Linked DNA regions of Mus musculus: regions 1, 2, 3, 4 and 5 are each linked to region 6. A link is a contact called in public HiCAR-type and promoter capture Hi-C data. All regions are on one chromosome and are shown on one strand. The core of a region is the stretch at or near the end of the contact, and the rest is flanking DNA. Distances in the headings are between cores, read along the strand shown.

Evidence for each region. Promoter capture Hi-C pulls out the DNA fragments that hold promoters and counts their contacts. HiCAR-type assays count read pairs that join an accessible place to other places.
Region 1: a contact with region 6 is called in a promoter capture Hi-C map of liver, with 7 times the contacts expected there. The contact joins the promoter of Zfp513 here to the promoter of Nelfa in region 6. A contact is called at or near these places in 2 of 39 promoter capture datasets (liver and pre-B cells), 1 of 115 datasets of contacts at active chromatin or transcription factors (astrocytes) and 1 of 9 other capture datasets (adipose tissue).
Region 2: a contact with region 6 is called in a promoter capture Hi-C map of liver, with 6 times the contacts expected there. The contact joins the promoter of Gpn1 here to the promoter of Nelfa in region 6. A contact is called at or near these places in 1 of 39 promoter capture datasets (liver) and 1 of 115 datasets of contacts at active chromatin or transcription factors (astrocytes).
Region 3: a contact with region 6 is called in a promoter capture Hi-C map of liver, with 6 times the contacts expected there. The contact joins the promoter of Nrbp1 here to the promoter of Nelfa in region 6. A contact is called at or near these places in 2 of 39 promoter capture datasets (hippocampal neurons and liver), 1 of 115 datasets of contacts at active chromatin or transcription factors (astrocytes) and 1 of 9 other capture datasets (liver).
Region 4: a contact with region 6 is called in a HiCAR-type map of astrocytes, with 7 times the contacts expected there. The contact joins the promoter of Gckr here to the promoter of Nelfa in region 6. A contact is called at or near these places in 1 of 115 datasets of contacts at active chromatin or transcription factors (astrocytes) and 1 of 9 other capture datasets (adipose tissue).
Region 5: a promoter capture Hi-C map of liver shows a contact between it and region 6, with 7 times the contacts expected there. The contact joins the promoter of Slc4a1ap here to the promoter of Nelfa in region 6. A contact is called at or near these places in 1 of 39 promoter capture datasets (liver) and 1 of 9 other capture datasets (liver).

Annotation. Positions count from the first base shown.
Region 1 is chr5:31,201,016-31,204,774 of GRCm38.p6, reverse strand. It overlaps Zfp513 (zinc finger protein 513), which reads left to right and starts at 2,472. Exons shown (of 4, transcript NM_175311.4): 1 at 2,472-2,788; 2 at 3,037-3,192. The coding sequence starts at 2,734. It overlaps Ppm1g (protein phosphatase 1G (formerly 2C), magnesium-dependent, gamma isoform), which reads left to right. Exons shown (of 10, transcript NM_008014.3): 7 at 88-322; 8 at 616-745; 9 at 1,101-1,203; 10 at 1,491-2,107. The coding sequence ends at 1,694.
Region 2 is chr5:31,492,738-31,496,685 of GRCm38.p6, reverse strand. Gpn1 (GPN-loop GTPase 1) reads right to left here and starts at 1,945. Exons shown (of 14, transcript NM_133756.5): 1 at 1,803-1,945; 2 at 1,075-1,168. The coding sequence starts at 1,913.
Region 3 is chr5:31,239,191-31,243,044 of GRCm38.p6, reverse strand. It overlaps Nrbp1 (nuclear receptor binding protein 1), which reads right to left and starts at 2,127. Exons shown (of 18, transcript NM_147201.2): 1 at 2,043-2,127.
Region 4 is chr5:31,295,275-31,299,183 of GRCm38.p6, reverse strand. It overlaps Gckr (glucokinase regulatory protein), which reads right to left and starts at 1,621. Exons shown (of 19, transcript NM_001374741.1): 1 at 1,505-1,621; 2 at 864-1,019; 3 at 402-470. The coding sequence starts at 1,564. Fndc4 (fibronectin type III domain containing 4) reads left to right here and starts at 3,252. Exons shown (of 7, transcript NM_022424.6): 1 at 3,252-3,651; 2 at 3,827-3,909. The coding sequence starts at 3,851.
Region 5 is chr5:31,525,698-31,529,320 of GRCm38.p6, reverse strand. It overlaps Slc4a1ap (solute carrier family 4 (anion exchanger), member 1, adaptor protein), which reads right to left and starts at 2,326. Exons shown (of 14, transcript NM_001347328.1): 1 at 1,637-2,326; 2 at 1,083-1,278. The coding sequence starts at 2,299. It overlaps Supt7l (SPT7-like, STAGA complex gamma subunit), which reads left to right and starts at 2,559. Exons shown (of 5, transcript NM_028150.2): 1 at 2,559-2,706.
Region 6 is chr5:33,933,984-33,937,946 of GRCm38.p6, reverse strand. Nelfa (negative elongation factor complex member A, Whsc2) reads left to right here and starts at 1,676. Exons shown (of 11, transcript NM_011914.3): 1 at 1,676-1,921. The coding sequence starts at 1,712.

The DNA of each region.
Region 1 (3,759 bases), core at 1,223-3,722, 2.7 Mb after region 6:
TTGTTAAAGCTCTCATATAGATAGTTGGGTCAGAGGGGTGCACTCCTACCGAGGAGCTTCCACAAGGCTCTGCTTGTTCCTTTTAAGCCTGGTTCTGACAGTGGCACAACAGCGGTGGTGGCTCTGATCAGAGGGAAGCAGTTGATTGTGGCCAATGCAGGAGACTCTCGCTGTGTGGTGTCCGAGGCTGGCAAAGCTTTAGATATGTCCTATGACCACAAACCAGAGGATGAAGTGGAGCTGGCACGCATCAAGAATGCTGGTGGCAAGGTCACCATGGATGGACGAGTCAATGGAGGCCTCAACCTCTCCAGGGCCATTGGTAAGGACTAAGAAACTAGGCAATCTTGGGGTTTTGTCCTGTGTCCCAAACTACCAATAGCAAAGTTTAAGCCCTGTGCTCTTCAGAATAAGCTCATGCCTTCTTTGTTCTTAAATACCTCTGTAAAATGGTAAAGTTATACTTTTCCCTGTGTTCTGGATGTTAAAAGAGGCAAATGAGCTCTTTGTTCTGAGAGCAGATCTGAAACTAGAAAAGATGAAACTTAAAGATTTGACCCACCTCTAATACAAGTCTGGGAATTAGTCAAACTACTCACCGTCCTTACTTTTCAGGAGACCACTTCTACAAGAGAAACAAAAACTTGCCACCCCAGGAACAGATGATTTCTGCCCTTCCTGACATCAAGGTGCTGACTCTCACTGATGACCATGAATTCATGGTCATTGCTTGTGACGGCATCTGGTGAGCACTGGTGAAAGAAATGCCCTTAAACACCCTTGTGCAACCTTGCTCATCTCTTAAGAGCACTGACTGCTCTTCCAGAGGTCCTGAGTTCAATTTCCAGCACCCACATGGTGGCTCACAACCATCTGTAATGAGATCTGATGCACTCTTCTGGAGTGTCTGAAGATAGCTACTGTGTACTCATTTACTTAAAATAGATAATTATTTTTAAAAATGTTTTGAAAACGCGCACTAAGCCCCAGGCCAAGCCGAGGAGCATTTACAGGGGTGTTGAAATTGGCCTGCGTCAGTACTGATGCCTACCTGCCTCTCTTTGGTAGGATTAAAGATTGATTGTCATTTTTTGACCCAGGAATGTGATGAGCAGCCAGGAGGTTGTAGACTTTATTCAATCAAAGATCAGTCAACGTGATGAAAACGGGGAGCTTCGGTTATTGTCATCCATTGTGGAAGAGGTGAGTCTAAAGTTGGGAGGCAGGCGCCTGGTTTACACAGACACATCTCTTGAGATGTGAGCAGAGGCTGGGAGTAGAATCACTGTACACACTAGATGACTTTGATTAAAAAGGTGGCTCTTTCCTCATTTCCCTGATGTAGCCTTGGGCCTCAGAAATTCACAGGTTTCTTCTTTGTGATAACTTGCCCATTCCTTCTGTCCTGCCTTCTTGTATTAGCAAGGACAAGCCTTCTTGTGGTACTTTGGTTCAAACCCCATGGCTAAACTGCCTTAACCTTTTTGTAGCTGCTGGATCAGTGCCTGGCGCCAGACACTTCTGGGGATGGTACAGGGTGTGACAACATGACGTGCATCATCATTTGCTTCAAGCCCCGAAACACAGTAGAGCTTCAGGCAGAGAGTGGCAAGAGGAAACTGGAGGAGGCACTGTCCACGGAGGGGGCTGAAGACACCGGCAACAGTGACAAAAAGAAGGCCAAGAGGGACTAGTGGTCAACCGGACCCTGCCCATGTGGACTGTTTTCTGAGCCCTTGGACCCGAGACTGAGTTTTGTCCTTGTCCTTTAGCCTTAGCAGTGGGTATGAGGTGTGCAGGGGGCTGGGTGGCTTTCCTCAGCCCATTACAAAGAGGGCCCCCCACCCCCCCCACGCGGCAGCCTGGGAGGCTCTGCTGTCCTCTTAAGCCTCCTTACTCTCCTTGGGCTCATCGACTATCGGTTCTGTGCCTGTGCTCTGTTGTGTTGGAGGGAAGGACTGGTAGTTCTGATTTTTACTCTGTGAACACTTTATTTAAGGACATTCTTTTTTATTGGCGGCTCTGTGACCCCTAGCCGCTTGCACCCGCTCTCTGTTGTACACTTTCAAGCAACACTTTTTCAGACTAAAGGCCAAACAAAAGCTAATCGTGCTCATAGTGTCCTGCTTTACTCTCCTACCCTGGCCCCATATGTGGTGGGCGGCTGTTGCTGCATGCTTGTGTGTGTCCCGAGCCTCTGGAGAGGGGGCAGTGAATGTGGAGCAGGAGCTGGGAGTCTTAACTCCTGAGTAAGCAGCCCGCTGGAGGCCATCCTGCGCTGTTCGCCTTCAGGCACGACTTCCTAGTTCGTATATGGAGGGGGCAGGGTACCACCTTCCTGGTTGGCTGGTTGGGTTACGCGTCCAGCTTCTGATTGGTTGGCTAGCAGCGCATCACAATCACTTCCTGGTCATGCTGCGACTGCGCTCCGGTTGTACAGCCCATGAACTACGCATCCCGTGTTGCTCTGCGGTGGCGGAAGCGGAAGCGGGTACGGAGGTACCAGCTGGTCTTCGGAGGGGGGTAGGGGGCTCCATGAATGGAAGCGGCGGCGGCGGCGGGAGCGACCTGAGCTGGATTCCGGGGCCGGGGCCAGGGGCTGCCCAGGGCCCGCACCGGTGTATGGGGGCGGTTCGTGGATCCTAAGAGCAAGGACCGACGGCAGGGCCGAACTGGGAGGGGCGGGGCCGGGAGGCCTCGGGCCGGAGGCGCGTCGGGCTGGAGCCGGTCACGATGCCCCGAAGGAAGCAAAGCCATCCACAGCCCGTGAAATGCGAGGGGGTCAAAGGTCAGGGGTCAGGGGCCTTGAGCCGGGAGGAACAGGGGTGGGGTCAGTAGAGTGGGCTCAGGTCAGGGTGGAGGGGGACTCCTGAGGGTTAGGGGCGGATGATCTGGGATCTTCGCTCCTTACCAGAGTATTAAAGGAACCTGAGGGTCATCGAGTACGGGAAGTGCAGTTCACAACAGCTGGCTCCTTGGTTCGGATTATGGGTACTGCTTGGGAGGGAGATTCCACAAGCACCCTCCCCTCTTTAGTGGATACTGAAGATTCCTTCGACGAAGGTCCTGGGGCCCTGGTGTTGGAGAGCGATTTGCTACTAGGCCAAGATCTGGAGTTTGAAGAGGAAGAGGAAGAGGATGAAGGTGACGGCCACAACGACCAGCTCATGGGCTTTGAGAGAGACTCTGAAGGTGTGTTTAAGGGTCGTGGTTTAGGATTAGTGGCAATTGGTAACTCAAGCCCTTTAGAAGGCGGTGCCAGCGACCCGAACACCACTTTCTACAACCTAGAACTCCCTAAAGGTCCCTCAGCAGCATCATTTTGCTGAGGTGAAGTTCGGGTTCGGGCTAAAGGTGGTGTGAATACAGGGGTGGGTAGCCCCAGTTCTTATGCGCACCTCAAGAGGTTCATGCAAGGGAATTATGTAAATAAGCTACTCTTAAAACTCCTTTTTGACCAGTAGCAGCAGATCCTTTTTGTACTGAGGTTTCAGTTTCTATCCTTAAGTCTCTCATTTATTTTTGGGGTATTTTTTAAAGTCAGAGAAAAACCATATAAACGAATCTGCCCTTTCTGTGTAATTTGCACTACATTGTTTCCACTTCCTCTAAATTGTGCCTGCTTGAGAAGGCTTTCATTTCATAACCAGCCTTATATAAAAAGGAGCCTTACTAAACCAGAGCTTACAAAAAAGATCTTGGGATCTTTATATTTTTTTCTTGTCTCAAGAATTAACGTTGCTTCACGTCAGCCTGCAC
Region 2 (3,948 bases), core at 696-3,195, 2.4 Mb after region 6:
ACTTGAAGCTCTTGTAGAGGACCCAGATTCAGTTCCCAGCACTCACAGGGCAGCTCACAACTCTCTGTAGATCCAGTTCCAGGGGTCCTGGTGCCCTCTTCTGGCCTCTGCAGGAACCAGACACACACAGACGCAGACACGCATGTGGCAAAACACCCATACACATTAAATAAAAATGAATAAAAACAAACCTACCCACCAGTCTGTAAATTAATAATATCACATATTTATCCTCTAGTTTAAATAGAAAATTTGTTGCCCTATAATCCCAAAATGATCAATGATTTTTGTTGTTGTTGTTGTTTGTTCTTGTTTCTCTGTGTAGCCCTGGCAGTCTTAGAACTGATCTGCCTGTGTCTTCCTCCTGAGTGCTAGGATTAAAGGCGTGAGCCATCACCGCCTGACCTAACCTATGATTCTCAAAACAAGATTCCCTACCCAATTTGTGTATTTGGGGTAAGAAAGCTTCATACCCTAGCCCTGACAGTTAAGGCCTAGGAGTCAGGAAGCCTGGACATCCAAGAGCCCTGTTAGTGGATCACAGACACTTTGATAACAAATCTACCCCCACGCCCACCTTTTCTTTTCCAAACGAGGTCTGGCTATGCAAGTCGGACTGACTCTGAACTCTAAATATTCTGCCTCAGGCTCCCTTGGATCACACCAATACTTAAATCTTTTTGATAGTCTCAATCAGAAAGCTCTCCTCAGAACAGTGCATATTCTTACACACACACCCCACACACACAACTTTGGAAATGGAAGGAACCTGCCTATAAAGTGAATTACAGCAAATCTTATAAACTCTGACAAAAGAAACCAAAGGATTCACGTGTCAGGTGACAGCCCGACCTAATGTCATGTCTCATTCTCAAACCAATTCAACGGTTTCACACACCGAGGGCATGAGAGAGAGGTGAGCGGGGATAGTGCATAAGAGGGATAAATCTGCATAAGCAAGAAGCCTGTTCCGGAACTCAGGCAAATCCACAGAAAAGAAAAGTACATAGTTAGCTAGCTTAGAAAGAAAAGACAAGAAAAGGAAATCAAGCAAGCAGGCAGGCAGGCACTCACCAATATTGGCGGGAAAGGGGACTTCATGCACAGCTGGGTCCAGGTTGATTACATACGGTGGACAGCCTTTGTTGTGCAGGTGTCCTGTGAGCCTCTGCAAAAACAAGGAGCCAGGGTTGGAGGGTGATGACCAAAGGATAGGAACGGGCCCCGAGAATTCCCATCCCTTTACTGACCATGCTTATAAAATCTGTAACAATCTCCTTCTTCCCTCAGCGTGTTCAACACTGAAGAGTTTAAAAAGCCATCTAGTTCCAGTACCTGTCTCCCTATTCTCCGTCACGGCTTCGCTAACTCTGCCCCTCCAAGGGTTTTCTTCCTCTGTCTCCTCCACTAAAACACTCACTCCGTGAAAGCAAGAACCCTGTCGATCTCATTGCCGCTGTACTCTCAGAGCTTAGAACGTGGTAGGTCGAACGAAGTGATTCTTTCACAACTCTTCACGCAAACCAGAGTAGTAGACGTTACACTCCCCTACTCTTTAGGCCCGGGCCTTCGGAAAGCTGCCAATTCGCAGCAAGACAAGTTCAGCTGTACCAAGTGTGCATTAAGGTTGCCCAGGAGCCGGCCTCAAGTGACCCAGGCTAGGGTTCGAGGCTTCGGGAAGGAAAGGAGTCAGAGGACAGCTCGAGAAAACCACGCGCCCGGACCCGCAGATTCCCCAGACAACTTCCTCCCTTCTTCCCGGGCCTGAGGCGCCACTACCGCTTCTGCACGGTGCACGTCACCTGTACAAAGGTAGTTTTCCCGGATCCCGCCATTCCCAACACCAACAGACACACGGGGGGCTGAGGAGCCCGGGAAGCCTGGGGTTCGGATGGAGCCACGGGCGCCGCCATCTTTCCTCAGCCACGCCCACCACTCAGGGATCGCCCGGCGGCCTGCGGGCTCTCTGAATTCCGGGCTGCGATTGGTAGGAAAATCCGTCCTCTTGCGTACAGGGCTACGATTGGTCGAACGATCCGGCCTCTCTGAGTTTAGGGTTGCGATTGGCCAGACTATCCAAACCGCTCGAACCTACTGCAGTGGGTGCCTGACCGGCTTTTGGCATCTGACTTGCAGGGGTCACTTTGATGCTATAGTGGCTTTGCACAAGTGAGGGGTAGTGTAGGGAACCAGGAAGGGTTGACAGGAGTGAGATAGGACCCGGAAAGGGTTAAGCTCGTGTCCCCAAGGGAGTAATGAGGTGGGATTCCCAAGCCAGGATCTGTCAGGATCCTATAACAAAGGTGTTGCTCTACCTTTTATTTTATTGTCTAAGAAGAAGAAGAAAAAAATTAAACGTCATTATGTTCTAGAAAATATTAGGTAAAAATTAGCGTAACACTTGAAAGATAGCATGAATACTGTACTTTAACAGAGGAAGATACATTTTCTGGCAATCATTGCCTAATGCAAAGGGGACTAAAGAACCTTACAGCGTTTGTGGCTGAAGTGTGGCTGAATAATTAATACCGGAAGATATGGGTAGAGGAAGGGAGACGAACCTCATGAGGGAAAGCCCTGTATGACAGAGACTGTGACCAATGTCTTATTTGCTCATCTGTATGGCTATTTGTCCAAGGGAAGAAGAAAAGATGGTGAACCAAAGGCTCAAGGGAACCAGAAAACTCCTAAAAAGTCCCCTTTAAGAGTGAGGTAAAGGGCTAGGAGTCAAGGGTGGCCCTGGGTTTTGTTGACATTCTTGGAAAGTGGATAAAACTCTTTTTTTTTTTTTTAAGATTTATTTATTTATTATATGTAAGTACACTGTAGCTGTCTTCCGACACTCCAGAAGAGGGAGTCAGATCTCATTATGGGTGGTTGTGAGCCACCATGTGGTTGCTGGGATTTGAACTCCGGACTTTCGGAAGAGTAGTCGGGTGCTTTTACCCGCTGAGCCATCTCACCAGCCCCCGTGGATAAAACTCTTAAAGAACAAAAAGTTTGTATATATCTATACATAGATATCTCATTTTATTATGACATGTGCAGGCTGTGGAGAGGGCTCAGTTAGTAAGGTGCTTGCTGCACAAACTTAAGGGCCAGAATTCAGACCCCTGCCCTCACATAAAAGCCCAGGCATTGTGGATTGTGCCTATAATCCCAGTGCTAGGGAGCTAGAGATGGGAGAATCCCTGGAGCTCAGTGGCCAGCTAGCTTAGCCAAATTAATGAGCTCCAGGATCAGTGAGCAACGTACCATACCAAATGGATAGTGATTCTCCTTTCCTGACTCAGGCCCTCTCTGGGCACCACTGTCTGGCTTGTGTTACTTTCTGGCAGGGATTCAGGTAACATTATTTTTCTGGCAGTACCCATACAGTTCAGTTAGTTCACTCCCCACCATGTGAGTCTCAGAGATGGAATTCAGGTTGGAAAGATTGGCTGTAAACACCTGTAATTACTGACCCAACTCCTGGCTGTGGCATCAGCAATTTGGCAAGTTGAAGCTTTGTATGGGGAGATTCTCCGATGACCTTGGATCTCCTCCCTACTTTTCTACAAAAGCAGAAGAGGAGGAAGAGGAGGAGGAGGAGAAAAAGAAAAGCAAGCTTTGAAATTGCTACTGTATAAATGACTATCAATCATTTTCCAAGTACAAGAGAAATTCCACCCATTATGTTGGAAATAAAAGCAGGCCCATTGCTGTTTGTTGTTGTTGTTTTTAATGGATTGGAGTAGCAGGAGAAGCTCAAACCTGTGGCTAATTTGTTTTATATAACACCTGTAATCTCAGCACTCAGAAAGCTAAAGCAGTAAGATAGCCAAATCAAGGTCAGTCTGAAAAACAAAAGGTGATGAGAGATTGAACTAAGTCCCAAGGCAGTTCTGTCCACAGCAGATTTGCTCCAGAGACCTGCAGGTCCTGAGTAGTTTGATGTGAGAGAGACGT
Region 3 (3,854 bases), core at 878-3,377, 2.7 Mb after region 6:
GCCAAGTGACCGACAGGCGTGACTTCCATCTGTAAGTGTGGCAAGTGGGTATTGTTTAACAACATTTCTTTTCATTTACTCACTGAAATGTTTAGTAACATTTGTAGGTTATTGTACGTCACACACTGGGAGGGTGCTTGAGATAGATCAGTGAATTAAAATAAATGAAATGCCTACACTTACCTAAGCACAAATTAAAAAAAAAAAAATCAAAGACCTTGTTTCCAGCTTTCCTTTCATTTACATTGCTCAAAGGCTCTGACTTTTCCAATCTCTGAGGCACTAGATCTGATACCAGTTACCTCCTTCAGAAACAAATAATTCAAGCTATAGTTTTTATAGGTAAAGTACTAAAAATAACATTTCTATAGGCGCAGAGTTGCTTTAAGAAAAACCTAAGTTTCTAATTAACCCATACCAAAAAAAAAAAAAAAAAAAAAAAGGGACAATCAAATGAACACAGACTGTAAAAAAAAAACTGAAACCTGTGTGTGATTAACTCAAGGAAGAGCAGTCTAGTAAGAAAGCGATACCCTGGAAAGTAAACTTGCACTCCAGAGTCAGTTCAGAATACCTAAGACCTGCAATCAACACCAGAATGGCCATACAACTCTCTTGCGACCCTTTCTACGCATCTCTCCCCAGCCTATACAGTTTTATCTGAATCGAGGGACTTGTATTAACGCTCTAGTAAACGCAAAGAACACTACGGGACGGGGGCGGGGGAGGGGAAATCTGGTAGGATACTTCCCCACTTTAATTTCTAAGGAAAGTCCTTGAAAGCCTCCTCAGTCTGCCAAGACAGCTATTAGTTGCGTGCATGTCTTAATAAACCACTAAAAAAGATGAGTTAAGGATCACTTTTTCCTCCGTCCCCTATCAAAGAGCTAAGAAAATAATAAAGTCTGTTTCAGCTACATTCGCAGAATGTGCATCCAATCTGAACGGATAAGTGAAAGTCTAGCGAGATACAGAATATACTCTGGAACGTCAAAGCCCATGGAATCTAAAACTACAGGACCAAGGAAACAGGCAGCCCCTCCACGGGGCACTTAGAGAAAAGATGAACTGTCATCAGAGACAAACATCCAGAAAGCACATTGCCCTCCCAATCATGTCCCAGAAGGTAAAATAAGAGCAGTGCCTAAAGATCTCCAAGCACTCCCGCAAGAGATGCAGAAACGTGTGCAACACTGGGGGTTCTGCCTCAGAGCTGCTGGCAGTTTTAACAGGGATCACTGTGGAAAAGCTCATTTGCATCGGTGAGGGTATCTCCTCGAAGCCTCTAGCTACCCTGAGGACGCATAGTACATTCACTACAGGGCATTGTCTGTCATCTCGCAAAGTTGTTCTCCCGGCTTCCATTATTAGTTGAAAGCCCTCTGCACATCACCCCGCATAGCTCGCAGCCACAGGCCGCTCTGAGGAAACCCAGAAAGCCTCTGAGGTCAACAGAACTGCTCAGTCGGAGAGAATGCAAGCTCGGAGGGAGGAGGCCCTCAGCTTGTCAACACTCCAACAGGTCGCCCGGCCAGTATCTGGAAGGAAGCGGCGGCGGACAGACAGTGGCCGGCCAGGAGACCGAGCACCACAGCCACCTCATCAAAGGCCAGCCCTGCCCCGCCGTCAGGCCGCAGACCACGCCCCCGCGCTCGGCGCGCCGCCCCGCGAGCAGGCCCGGCCCGGACGCCGCGCTTCCTTCCGCAGGCCCTCGGGCCCGGGCCCCCGCCCCGCCCCCGCCCGCGCCGCCTGCCCCGCCTCTCGCGGCCAGAGTTCCAAGAGAACGCCGGGGCCCCCCGACCCGCGCCCGCAGAATTCCGGGCCGCCGCGGCCACGCCGGAGACACCAGGAGGGCGGGCGGCGCCCTGGGGCCAAGGTGGCCCCTCAGCTGCGACGGGCCGGGCTAGGTCGGGCCTGACTCCCGAGAAAGCAGGGCCGCCCGACAGCACCCGCCGGCCGCGTCCTGCCGGCCCGCGGCTCGGGGTCATCCTGCCGCCCTTCCGCGAGCCCCTCCCTCCAGGGCCTCTTTCTCCGGAGCTCACCTCCCGACTCCGCGCCCGCAGCCTGCGCTTCAGCTCCAGCTCGGGTTCCGGGGCCTCGGATCCCAGCGACTCCCTCACAGCTGCGCTCCGCAGCGCAACCGAACTGCGGGCCCCGCCCTCGCGGCGTCCGGACCAACAGTGGGCGGTGCCGCACCGCCGCCAGGTTTCCATTGGACAGGGCAGCGGGGGGCGGTTCCCACAGACCGAGGCTCTCAAGGCAGTCTACTGCCGGGTCTCCTCCCCTTGCGGGGTTCCGGCAGACTGCCTGCCAGCGTTGTCTTCTTGTCTCTCTGTCCATCCTCCTCCCAGTCGAGGTGCCCCCAAGTAATTCTGCCGGACGAAAGGAAGGCCTTCTCTCTCTTCTTGAAAGCGCCATGACAGTCCTAATCCTCTAAGAAGACAAAAGGAACGGAAGACGCAGCCTTTCAATCTGAGGAACGAACCCACCCACATTCCCCATTTGGGAAAGAGACAGTGCACTGGTCATCAAATTTTCAGAAAGCTTTTTTTTAATCGCTTAACATGAAAACTAATAGTTGCTGATTTGCATAACATTATTTACCCAGACATAACCTGATTCGACCCACATAAGGGAGAACTCATTGAAGTTATCCAATGATAGTTGGCAAATTCGAAAAAGAAACAAAACAAAACAAAAAAAAAAAGTTACTCAAATTTAAGTTGACATGAGTCCAAAATAGAATCCGAAGTAAGAAGATCCATCAAAACTGTCTTTGAAAAGGTATTATTTGGAAAGAGTTTACATTGTCTGTGAGTGTAAAGAATTACAATAGATTCTGGGTAAGCCATTGATCTTAGAAAGTTAAAGGCAGAATTTAAGAGATGTATAATACCATTATACATGTATTATCAAGGAAGAAGGATGAATCATCTGAATCTGAGAATGTCACAATCACCAATTTTACTCTCCTTAAAGGGACTAGTTAATCCTAGTTCACGGGTTCACACAGAAATCCTATAGAGACTCATTTTTTTCTCATCTCTTCACTTTAAAATGCTTGCTTTAAAAACTGAAATTTCAACAAGCATGCCAGAGAGATCTCTGTGAATTCAAGGCCAACCAGGGCTACATAGTCTCAAAAACAAACTTTTTTTTTCACCCAGCATAGTAATGCATACCTGTAATCCTATCACTCAGTAGGCTAATGCCGTGAGTTCAAGGTCAGCATAAGCAATAGAGCAACAACACTGTGTCAAGACAAAATAGAATTCTGATGTTGGATTAAAAGATGCACTTACCTAAAATGTATAGCACACCATTTCAAAGTTTGTTCTAGTCTCAGAAGGGTGCTCATCCTCTCCAGATTAGCCTTTCTGCCAAAGCCATTGTAACTCCTGAGCCATGGCAAGCATTCATGACATATCTGTTCATGCTACTTTAGTTCCTATTATTTTCTGTCAGTACTATTTCAAATGTGCACAGAGGATCTTTTGGCAACCTCATTTTCAGTTATTTTCTCATGTATACCTAAAATGACCAACTGCTGCCTACATTTTTACCACCTCACTTATGTTTCCTGATTACAAAAGTAATAAATACTAGCCAGATGATGGTTGTGCATGCCTTTAACCCCAACACTCCGGAGGCAGAGGCTGGTGGATATCTGTGCACTTATAGCCAGCCCGGTCTACAGAACAAGTTCTAGGACAGCCAGGGCTACAAAGAGAAATCCTGACTTGGAAAACCAAAAGCAAACAAAAAATAATGAATGCTTATTATAAAAACTCAGAAATTAGCTTGACTGTGGCCCAAGCCTTTAACCTCAGGACTCAGGAGGCAGAGGCAAGAGG
Region 4 (3,909 bases), core at 372-2,871, 2.6 Mb after region 6:
AAGTGCATTGCTGAGGATGGAGAGATGGCTCCGCCATGAACACACTGGCTGCCCTTTCAGAGGACCCCATGGCAGCTCACAATCATCTGTGATCCTTTCCTGCCTTCCAAGGGCACCAGGTACACACGTGGTACACAGACATACATGCAGCCAAAACAGCCATAAACATTTAAAAAATAATAATATTTTCAAAGGAAATGCACTGCTGCTGATAAAGTAGTATCCATCTGGTAGCTGTCATAACTATTATCAGTGACTAAAACAACAAAAAATATCCAAAGGGAAGACTAAAAGAATAAAGAACTGAGATTTATAAAAACAAGAAGTGGAGACCCGGGAAGGAGGAAGTTGGAGGGAACAGAAGTGTTTGGATGGATGAGAAGCAGGTGGGGAATTTGTACCTTCAGCACTTCCTGGACCTTGCCAGCCACTTGCAACATGGTGGTCAGAACTGACTCACTGTACAGTCGCTGTAGAGAGTGGACAGGAATCAGGATGGAGAAATGGGGTGGGGGGGTAGAGGTGAGAGAAAGGCAGTGAGATGACTCAGTGAGTTAAGAGGATTGTGGCCAAGTCTGATGATCTGAGTTTAATCCCAGGGACCCACATGGTGAAAGGACAGACTGATTCCCAAAAGTTGTCCTCTGACTTCCACACATTTCCTCATGGAACAAATCCTTCCACATCACAAAACAGATAAATAAATTTTAAAAATGGGAATGGGGAGGGGAGGAAGAAATGGAAGATGATGGATTGAGATTGAAGGAGAGGGATCAGGATTTCCTGTATCAGGAGGGTAGAGGTGGAAGTGTGGCCGACTTGACATCTTTATTTGCAGTGTCTGAGATTTGACTGTGGGTCACCTGGTAGGTGGGCATGATTTGCCCCTCCTCCTGGAATATCTCAGCATCACACTGCCCCAGCAGTTGAACAATTTTCTCTGCATCTGCTTTGTCCAAGTTCCGGGTCAGTGGGTTGGACTTCTCTGTGATTGGCACAGCTGCTTCATACCCTGACAACTAGAGACACACAAGGGTAGGGACAGAAAGCCAAAGTCTGCCTTATGCCTGCTGGACTGGAGGTGGGAGTGGCAGGAGGCCCAGTGTTTGGCTTAGATTCACATACTTCACACACACCGACTTGTGCACATACATGCACACATAAGGCACACACCATTCACATACTAAAAACTTAGTCTTCATGTGATGTTCTGAGCCTATTAGGAAAGGAAGATCATAAGGAAAGGTAAGGGGAAAGGTGCCTATCATGGTAAGTGTGCCTGCAATTCAGGCATTTGGAAAGTGAAGCTGCAACAAAGGGATCAGGAGTTCAAGGCTATCCTCAGATACATAGCAAGTTTGAGGCCAGCCTGGGCTAGACCGTGTAGCAAAAGAAAAAAAAAAAAAAATAGAAGAGGGAGTAGAAGTCCAGAGCTGAGGCCAGTCCAAACTTAACAGTATTTTAGGAATCAGAAGAGAAGGCTGAAATGGAGAAAGAACCTTACCTCCCATTCCCCAGGCTCAGGGGTCTCGATCACATGCTGATACCGCTTGGTGCTTGGCATGGTCCCACACTGCAGACTCTCCAACCCGCCTGCCTCTGCACTCACGCAATCTGTTCTGGCCCCAATAATTTGCTTCCAGTTGGCAGGGTCTTATCTGAGCCATGGAGATGATTAACCTAAGAACCCTGCCTCTCAAAACACCACCCCCTACGCCCCTCTCTTCAACACCCGTTCCTGTCGCCGGGGCTTCCAGCCCTCACAGGAGCTCCTGAGGGTCCTCTTTGCGTATACTCTGGCTTGCCAGCCTCTGCCCTTGGAGAAGAGGACCAGACGTTCTTTGCTTTTGCCCTTGCAGAACACCCAGGTCAGAAAGAATCCCTGAACAAATCTGTGGCCCAAATGCCTCCAAAGGCCAGAGATCAGGGTCAGTAGAAGTCAGAGGACTCAGGTCATGGCTTGATCACATGTCAGCATGCAGTCCTTCCCTGCCCCACTGGCTCATTTTATCTGCTCCTCTCTGAAAGAAAAGCAATAGACGCTTCTGGACCCCAGGTGTGCGAACACTGAACTGGATATCACAGAGGAGATGTCACAGAAATAGAAATACTGCTAAGAACAACGAGGACCAAGAAATTGCCCTAAATACCACAGTCTCTATTTCTCCTGACCCACTTTCTCCCAAATGGCAGACATCATTGGATACATGGACACATGGACACATAGATACATAGAAGCCATTGTTGGCATTGTTTTTAGATGAGGAAACAGCCTCAGACAAGTGGTTGGCTATTTAGGATCACACAGATTTCATACTCAGCTAACATATGAAATAATTTAAGGACCTAACATGTCTACATGTTTACTGAATGAATGCAACAACTAACAAGTTGTTGAATAATACTTATTCATACAGTGACAGAAGGTTTTTAAAGACTCTTGTTGCCGGGCAGTGGTGATGCACCCCTTTAATTCCAGCACTCGGGAGACAGAGGCAGGTGGATTTCTGAGTTTGAAGCCAGTCTGGTCTACAGAGTGAGTTCCAGGACAGCCAGGGCTACACAGAGAAACCCTGTCTTGGAAAAAAAAAAAAAAAAAAAAAAAAAAAAAAGACCCTTGTCCAGTGTTTGACACTATTGATATTCTAACAATTGTTTCATGTTTCTATGCTTTAAGGGTAGAAAACCTGAGGTGTGGGTTAACCGATTTCTCTCAAAGGAATGTGTTACACTCACACCCACGGGGGGGGGGGGGGGGGGAGAGAGAGAGAGATCTGCTTTTAAATTGCTCTTATATGCCCAGCCCTCTTTTTAATCCTTTCTAGTTCTTATAATGATGCCAGGCACATAGAAGATGATCAGTAAATATTTGCTGAATAAACGAAAGAGTGAATGAGAAAGCGAATGGAATCAAATCAGATCATGAATGGAAAAGAGACTTAAAAGCTGACGCAGTCTCCAAGAGGTTGTTAAAACAATAATTATCTCCATCATCCTCTGCTCGTGGCCCCCTCCTGCATTCGGAGATGGAATGCCTCTTCCTAACTTGGCTAATTTCATGCGGGGAAGGAGGTGCTTTCTCAGGTGCACAAGACCCTCACACCTGAGCCTGTCCTGGTGGCTCTAGTCAGTTAATCGGCTAGAGCAGGGAGGGTGAAGGAAGGGATAGGGGCCCCGGCAGGCCGCCATAGGGAGGGTCGTGGGAGGAGCCCAGGGAGAACGTGGCTGGGGGGAGAGGGGGGAGGGATGACGGCGGCGAGACAGGCCAGCGCGTCCCAGCCCGGCTGCAGCGGAGCGCGCCGGGCCAGCTCTGCAGAAGGCGGCGGCTGGCTCGCCGGGACGGTCACATCCCGCTGCAGGGGACCAGCTTTGGCCGCCGCACTGTCCTCTGCACCGGGGACGCAGGCCTCGCTGGCAACGCCCCCCGCTCAGAGTCAGACCACGCGGGGCCCTTGGGAAGGCCGGGGGGCCGGCAGACCCGCCGCCCGCGGCCACTCCGCCTCTGCCCTCTCTGCCCGCAGCTCGGCCGTCGCTGCCCGCCTTGGCGGGCCGGTGTCAGAATGGGGTAGGGCCAGCGCCAGTCTGGCGATGGGCCGCCCTCTGGGCACCGAGCGGCCCCCCGAGGCCTGACCGACCACGAGGACCCGGGAGGTGGGTGTGGGCTGATGAGACCGCGCGGGTGGGGGCAGGGGTGGGCACCCGGGTTATGCGGAGGCGGGAAAGGCGCGGGGGAAATGGGCTGTGGGCCCTGAGAAGCCTGGGAGAGCTGCTGCATTCCACTTTCGTGATGGGCAGCTCCTGACCCCTCAACTCCTGTCTCCTCTAGGATCCTCGTCTGGATGTCAAGCGAATGCCTCTGGCCCCTCCAGCGAACTCGGTGGAAACCATGGCTTCTTTGATGCCTCTTTC
Region 5 (3,623 bases), core at 1,077-3,576, 2.4 Mb after region 6:
ACTGTACTGAATAGCACAGCTCTAAGTCCCCAGTGACACATCCCTTTTCTGACACTAGCTCAAGCATGCTAATGGTTTCTGGCTTATTCTTTACACTTAGCACAAGTGTTTCTGCATTTGTTCTGTCCTGACATCTACAGCCATACACATACAAGTGCCATAGTGCACACGGAGGGAGCCTATTCTCTTCCTCCATCATGTGCTTCTCAGGGCTCACACTCAGCTCATCACAACTGGCAGCACACACCTTTACCTGCTAAGCAATCTCACTGGGCCACAACTTCTTTCTTTCATTCATTCTCTCATTCACTCAAGTCAGGATTTCTCTACAATGTAACTCTGGCTATCCTGAAATTCAATAAATAGATCATGCTGGCCTGAAACTAACAGAGATCTACCTGCCTCTGCCTCCCAAGTGCTAAGATTAAAGGCCTGCATCACAATGCCTTATTAGCCCCAACTATCTTTTTCTTTAAAAGTTTTATTTTATGTAAAGGGGTACTCTATCTGTATGTACAATTACATGCCAGAAGAGGGCATCAGATGACATTATAGATCATTATGAGCCACCACGTGGTTGCTGAGGGCTGAGCTTTCTCTGAAAGAGCAGATAGTGCTCTTACTACTGAGCCATCTCTCGGCCCTCACCAACTATCTTTTTATAAGCCTGAATATCTATCATCCAAAATGTGGAGCTATACAATAACCTCTTGAATGTTTTGTACTTTGTGAAAATAGCCTGAGAGGTGAAAAAATATCAAATACTGATTTCTCAGCCAAAGAAATGAAGTAAATTTTTCCATGCCCTCCAGGTGATAATTAGCACTCAGAAAGCTCTCTCTCTCTCTCTCTCTCTCTCTCTTTCTGTGTGTGTGTGTGTGTGTGTTTAAATGATAAACGCAATAAGCAAATTACACGGTGAGAAAGAGGTGTATGTATAATGCCCATAATTCAACACTTTTACTCACTAAAGTTAATGACCCTGGGCTTGCAAATTACATTTACCCTACTTCAGCTGTAGGCCTTCTGAGCTGTATGATCAAAAGCACTTGAGGGTGCCACCTTCAGTAGTAGTTTCTTACCCATTCCCCACGTGCAGCCCAGCTCATCATCTTGACCACTTCTACTGCTCTTCCCTTCAGTGGTATTTGCTTCTTCTTCTTCATCTGAGTCTTCACCTAACATCTTCTTCTCCAATAATATCTGCTGCTGTTTACGCAATTCCTTCAACTGTGTTACTGTTAATTCAGATTCTGCCTCTCGGTCTTCCTCTGGTCCCTAATGAATCATGGGTAAAATATATACATATATGGATTCAGAAGTGAGAAAATTACTTTCTGAGACACAGCAACGTACACAGACCTGTGGGTCCAGAATGAGGCCTGTGCTTTTGTCATTGGTTACCAGAATCCTTTTACTCAACTAAACCTTAAAGAAACTCAGAATCGCCGGGCGTGGCGGTGCACGCCTTTAATCCCAGCACTCGGGAGGCAGAGGCAGGCGGATTTCTGAGTTCGAGGCCAGCCTGGTCTACAGAGAGAGTTCCAGGACAGCCAGGGCTACATAGAGAAGCCCTGTCTTGAAAAACCAAAAACAGTGAAGTCCCAAGATTTTTATTTTAGATTTTTCTACCTACCTGAAGGATAAAGAGCCGAGTGCTGCCTCCAAAGCGCATTACATGCCCGACGTGGACTCTACAGTAAGTGCGGGGTGGGATGCGAGTTTTGTTGAGGAACGTGCCGTGGGTACTTCCCAGATCGTAGAGATAAAAGCCCTGCTCATGACCCTCAGAGTCTCCGCTGGGATCCGCCCCCCGGTGCTGTAGTACAGCATGGTACCGAGACACGGAAGGATGCTCCAGACATATGTCACAACTAGCAAGTCTCCCGAAAAAGCAGCAGCTCGTGTCTTTCAAGGTGCGGGTGCCAAGGATGGTGCCACCCTTCAGGGTTTCGAGACTGTAGGGGGCCGTGGCTGGGCTGCCCCACGATGGCTCTCGGTACGGAGGAGCCCGGGTCGGACCGCCAGACGCAGGAGCTACCCGCGGGGAGCGGAGTTGCTCCACCGGTGGACCCCCGGTCTCCTGGCTGTCCGGCTGCGGTGGCGGGACCTCGGGCTCCTCACATCCAGAGTCCAGCTGCGCCGCGAGACATTCTTTCTTCACATCCTCAGAAACGGAGGGACTGGAGGCCGGAGCCTTACCCCGTACTGCGGAAGGCACTGGTAAAACCGGCTTCTTAAACTCGCTACTGACTTCCTGGGGAGCTGGCGCATCTAGCTGAGGGGTAGGATCAGCCATCCTTAGCCGGGTGCAATCTCAAAATGTGTCCCTCGGAAACCCCGACCCCTCGCTCTCTACGTTCCCGCTCACTTCTCCTCCTCCTTCCCACCTCCCTGAGGCTTCTCTGGACAGAAATGTTGGAGTTCCTCTTTCAAGACTCGCAGAGTTTTAAAGATGTGAATAGCACTAGGGAGTCACAATACCAGAAAGCGGGGAGAGGCTCTCAGAGTGCTGTGCAGGATACGGACATTTTAGGCGTTGCATGTAGGCTAGTAATAACTTCCTGTGGCAGAGGGCGATTGGGAAGAAGTGCTTCCGTGGCCTTGGTCCATTAATCAATAAACAAGGCTCCTAGGCTTGACCTAGTCCTCGACTCCGACCTGTCAGAGTCAGGCAGCCGCGTATACCACTCCTGGGGCAGGGCGGTGAGTATTTGAACTTTATTTTCTGGTTCCGGTCCAGAGCCACCCATTTTCCTGCTGCCTTGTAAATCAGACTTCCCAGGATCCTGTGGTCGGCGCCTAAGCCTAAGCCTCCAGATCCGGAGCAAGGAGTCCCTATCTGCAGCTCTCGAATTTATTCCTTTTATGAAGTTAGTAAAGAAGCAATTTATTATTGTTCATTCTTTTATTACTCGGAACAAAATATTGAGATAGCATGTTTAGTGGCTTAACAAACCTGAGCATCGAAACCTCTTTTCTTTTTTACTCTTTGTATTTATGATGTTGGCATGACCCTGGACAACAGCTTCCACATCTGAAAAATTGGAAATAGTAGTGTTAATTTGTCATAAAATTTATGGAAAATTGAACTAAGCCATAGTTAATATTATAACTCTTTGACAGAGGCCTGAAACTATACCAAGATGGCAGCCATAACAAGTGGGAGAATACAGATGAATAAGTCAACTAAAGTTAAGGTTCAGGGATAAAAGCAAATTCATGTAAATATACAAAGAAAGGAGATCTGTTGGGGGGAATGGTGATTTCAGGGATCCTAAAGAACAAATTCAAGTCTGATAAAGATGTAGAGGGTTCCTGGCAGAGGTCACAACTCAAAGGGTCAATTATAAAAATATCTCATGTTCTTGAGAAGCTGAGTGGTGGAGCTGGAGAGATGGTTCTGTGTGCTGCTCTTCGGTGGATCTGAGCTCCATTTCCAGTACCCACATCAGGGGAGTTCACAACCACCTCTAATTTGAGCTCCAGAAGGATCTGATGCCCTCTTCAGATATCCTTGGCACCTGCATACACATGGAACACACAAGCATATACTCAACCCCCAACAGACAACAAAAACGAATGTCTGTGAATGCATAGCCTGCCTGGTCTACAGAGCAAGT
Region 6 (3,963 bases), core at 427-2,926:
AGCCATGGTTTTGCCAGCTGCAGATAGTTTCTGTGTTTGTGTGGCATTTGAAATTCTGGGAATTTTTCAGAGGGTATATAAATGCTAGAGCCCTGATAAGTGGAGTTGGTGATTGTTAGCCATTGGGAGCAGGGGGAGGGGATTGTGGTTTGTTAGTAGCGGTGCTCAAAGAAGAAACTAGATTCAGGGATCTCTCTCTCTCTCCTCCTCCTCTATCCTTCCTTCTCTATCTAATGATAGAGGGTGAAATGGATGGGAGGATGAAGGGTGGGAAAAAGAACCCACAAAGTAGCAAAAACCTACTTCAAGGATGAGCAACATTTTTTTTTTCCAAGACAGGGTTTCTCTGTGTAGCCCTGGATGTCCTGGAATTCACTCTGTAGACCCGGCTGGCCTCGAACTCAGAAATCCACCTACCTCTTCATCCCAAGTGCTGGGATTAAAGGTGTGTGCCACCACCACCAGGCAAGTCTGAGTAACTTAAAGTGTCAGGAAAGACCACTCCACTACAGCTGTCACCAAATGCTGGATACCTGAGGCTCCCAGTCCCTTGAATCAGGCAATTCCACAGTCTCTTCTGTCAATAGTTGTTAATATAACCATGGGAAGTGGCCTAGTGAGTCTTATGCCTTTCCAAGTTTCCTCAGGCTTGTACATTTAATTACCATGCTAAGTCTTAAGAGCTGCTCTCCCCTCTTCATGAAATATTTCAATTAGGAGAAAACAATTTACATTTAGTTATATATTTTCATTCTGTGGCTCAAAATGGACTCAAACCCTCCTATCTGAGCTCAAATTCCAGGAATTACAGACATGAACCACCACTCCCAGGATACTTAGTGTTTTAAGAGATTCGTTTCACTATTTTGCACAGGATGGCCTCTACCTCCTCGGCCCAACCGATCCTTTTCAATCTCCTAAATATCTGTGACCAGAGTCGTGCCCTACTGCCACTTTTGCTGACACTGCCTTGTGAGTGGCCTAGGGCTTTAATCCCAGTACTTGGGAGGCAGAGGTAAGTGGATCTCGGAATTTGAGGCCAGCTTGGTCTACAGAGTGAGTTCGAAGGATGGACAGAACTACACTGTCAAGTTCTGATAAAGAGAGACACTACAGGGTGAATTTAGGCTTCTCAGCAGCTGTGGAGGATCAGCCTTTGAAAGACCGTACTCTGAACTACTTTGCAATTGCCCTGATGATTAACCACAGCCATCGCGACCACATAACCATGGGAAATGGCCTAGTGACATCCCCGACACGGAACGGACCTGTATGCGGACCTGAGGCAGCACTGTATGCAGGACGGGCAAGGGCCATTCAAGACTGTCTGTGGAGAACGAGCCCAGCGCGCTCTCCGGACTCCTTCCAATGAGCCGCACACCGGGAAACCAAACTGTTGCGCCTCACTGCGGTACTCTGAGCGGAACATCTCGACGACACACGGATGCGACTCAAATGGCTACGGCATTGCCCGGCGCCCTAGTAGGTGCCGCCATCATGCGTTACGGAAACCCAGAGTTCTTTTCGCGGAGACTCACCGCCCACTCCCTGTTCTTGCGCCTCGGCTCGAAGCCTCCAGAAGGCGGGGCCATTTGCAGTTGCACTCGAGACCCCGCCCCGCGCCAACGGGTGCCGCCATGTTGGGGGTCCTCGCCGGGGACACGTAGGCGTCCGCGTAAGATGCCGGCCGACGCGCGCTGCCGCCGCCAAGATGGCTTCCATGAGGGAGAGTGACACCGGCCTGTGGCTGCACAACAAGCTGGGCGCCACGGACGAGCTGTGGGCGCCACCCAGCATCGCGTCCCTGCTCACCGCCGCGGTCATCGATAACATCCGCCTCTGCTTCCACCGCCTCTCCTCGGCCGTGAAGCTCAAGCTACTGCTCGGGACGCTGCATCTCCCGCGCCGCACCGTGGACGAGGTGAGGACGCGGGCCAGCCTCTCTCCGGCCGGAGCACCGCTCCTGCCTCCCGCCGGCTCCGGCGCCGCACCTTGCCCTTCTCCCGCCGGCCGCGCGCAGCTCCGTTTTGGCGCCGTTAGCCCCTACACCTTAGTACTTCCAGCCGCTGGGCGCTGTCGCGTTCGGGGGTCGTGGGGCCATGGCCACAACAGCCAGGCCCGCCCCTTCCGCAGTGCTGGATGCTTCAGCTCCGAAGCTACTCTTGGTTCGGGGCTGTTAGTGCAACTTTCCATGTGACTGCTGACCTTAATTTTGTTGCTTTTGCCTTACCAAATATCAGTCGGCTTGCGTTCATCTCTATTCTGTGGCGTTTTGTTTTGTTTTTGTTTTTTGAGACAGGGTTTCTCTGTATAGCTCTGGCTGTCCTGGAACTCACATTGTAGACCAGGCTGGCCTTGAACTCAGAAATCCGCCTGCCTCTGCCTCCTGGGATTAAAGGCGTGCGCCACCACGCCCGGCTATTCTGTGGCTTCTTTTCAGTGTACTCTTGTTCCACATTGCATCTCTCTAACTTATACTATGCTTTGCAAATACATACGCAAATAATATATGTATAGTTTCACTGTGTAGCCCAGGTTGATCTCATACTTGGTATCCTCCAGTCTCAATCTCTGGAGGTCTGGGCCACTACATCTGATAGCAGCTAAAAACACCGAGTTACCTTAGTTTTTAAACATTTCCAGTTATTGTATTATTTTTATATCATTAATTTTTATTGCTGCACTATACCATATACACAAAACTGCATATTTATTCGGTTTAAAAAATACTGAGAGCTAGCTAAATGACTCCTGTTATCTCCACACATGAAAACAAGGCTGGTCCCTCCAAAGCACCTCCATTCCTCTTTCCTGCAGGAGGCTTTTTTTTTTTTTTTTTGGTTTTATTTTGGCAGGGTTATCAATCGTGTGTGCATTCCTAGCACACACGAGTATTTGGGGTTTGCCTCATTTGAATTTAATACGGCAACAGGTTTCCACGTTATATTCATTTTCCGTGTGGTGTGGGTGTGTCTTCTGTTGGTAAACACCTGGACAGATTCATCCAAGTTGTTGCAGACAGTTTGATTTACTCCGAATTATGGGGTTCCATTCTTCAAGCAGACAGCAAATGGACGATTAGGTTGTGGCTGGTTTTTCTCATTCATTTTGTGTGTGTGTGTGTGTGTGTTTGTGTTTTTCTGTTTCATGTTTGTTCTGTTGTGACTGATACAATACATGTTCATGTGAACTCTAGAAGTAACATTGGAGGTGACAGTAGGATTATACCAGGTGGCCTTTCAAAATGGTTTTATTGAATTATACTCACTAAAACAAGTAGGTCAGGTATTTAGATATTAGTAGGATTGTTTGGTTGAACTTTGTACTATTTGCTTGTTCTGCTGCTTAGCTTTCTTTTTGTGTGTGAGTTACCCATTTTGACCCGGATTGTCTTTTCTTTTCCTGACTTGTTGCTTTGGAGGAATACTCTTTAATTGGTGCTCACCACTGTCCTAGTTCCCAGCTATGGCTTAGCTTTCTGAATGGCCTTGTTCAGGAAGTACTCCATTTTTGAGGTGAGGTGCCTGTGGTCTCCATGTGTCTGTCTGTCTGTCTGTCTGTTTCTCAGTGTGAAGCTGAGTTCAGTTTTACAGGTGGCTGTGATGGTCCAGCACCACCTGCAAATGGTTAGCTTTTCCGCCCTGCTGCTCCTGCCTTCTTTTTTTTTTTTTTTTTTTTTTTTGAGTCATTTGTGTGTCTTGCTGATAACCAGCCAAGCTACTTACTGTCCCTTTAGTGTGTTTTGATGTGTGACACACAGGGCAAACCCTTCACTTAATCTTCAGGAATGGCTTCAGCTTTTTTTGCAGCCCCTGGCACTTCTGTCTGTCAGTCTGTGTCTTAGTGTATGTGTATCATTTTCGTGTTTACATGTTCATTTATGTGTGAGGCCAGAGTTGCAGCTTAGGTGTCTACCTCTGTGGTTCTGCATCTTTTATTATGAGACAGTTTCTCAGTGAATCT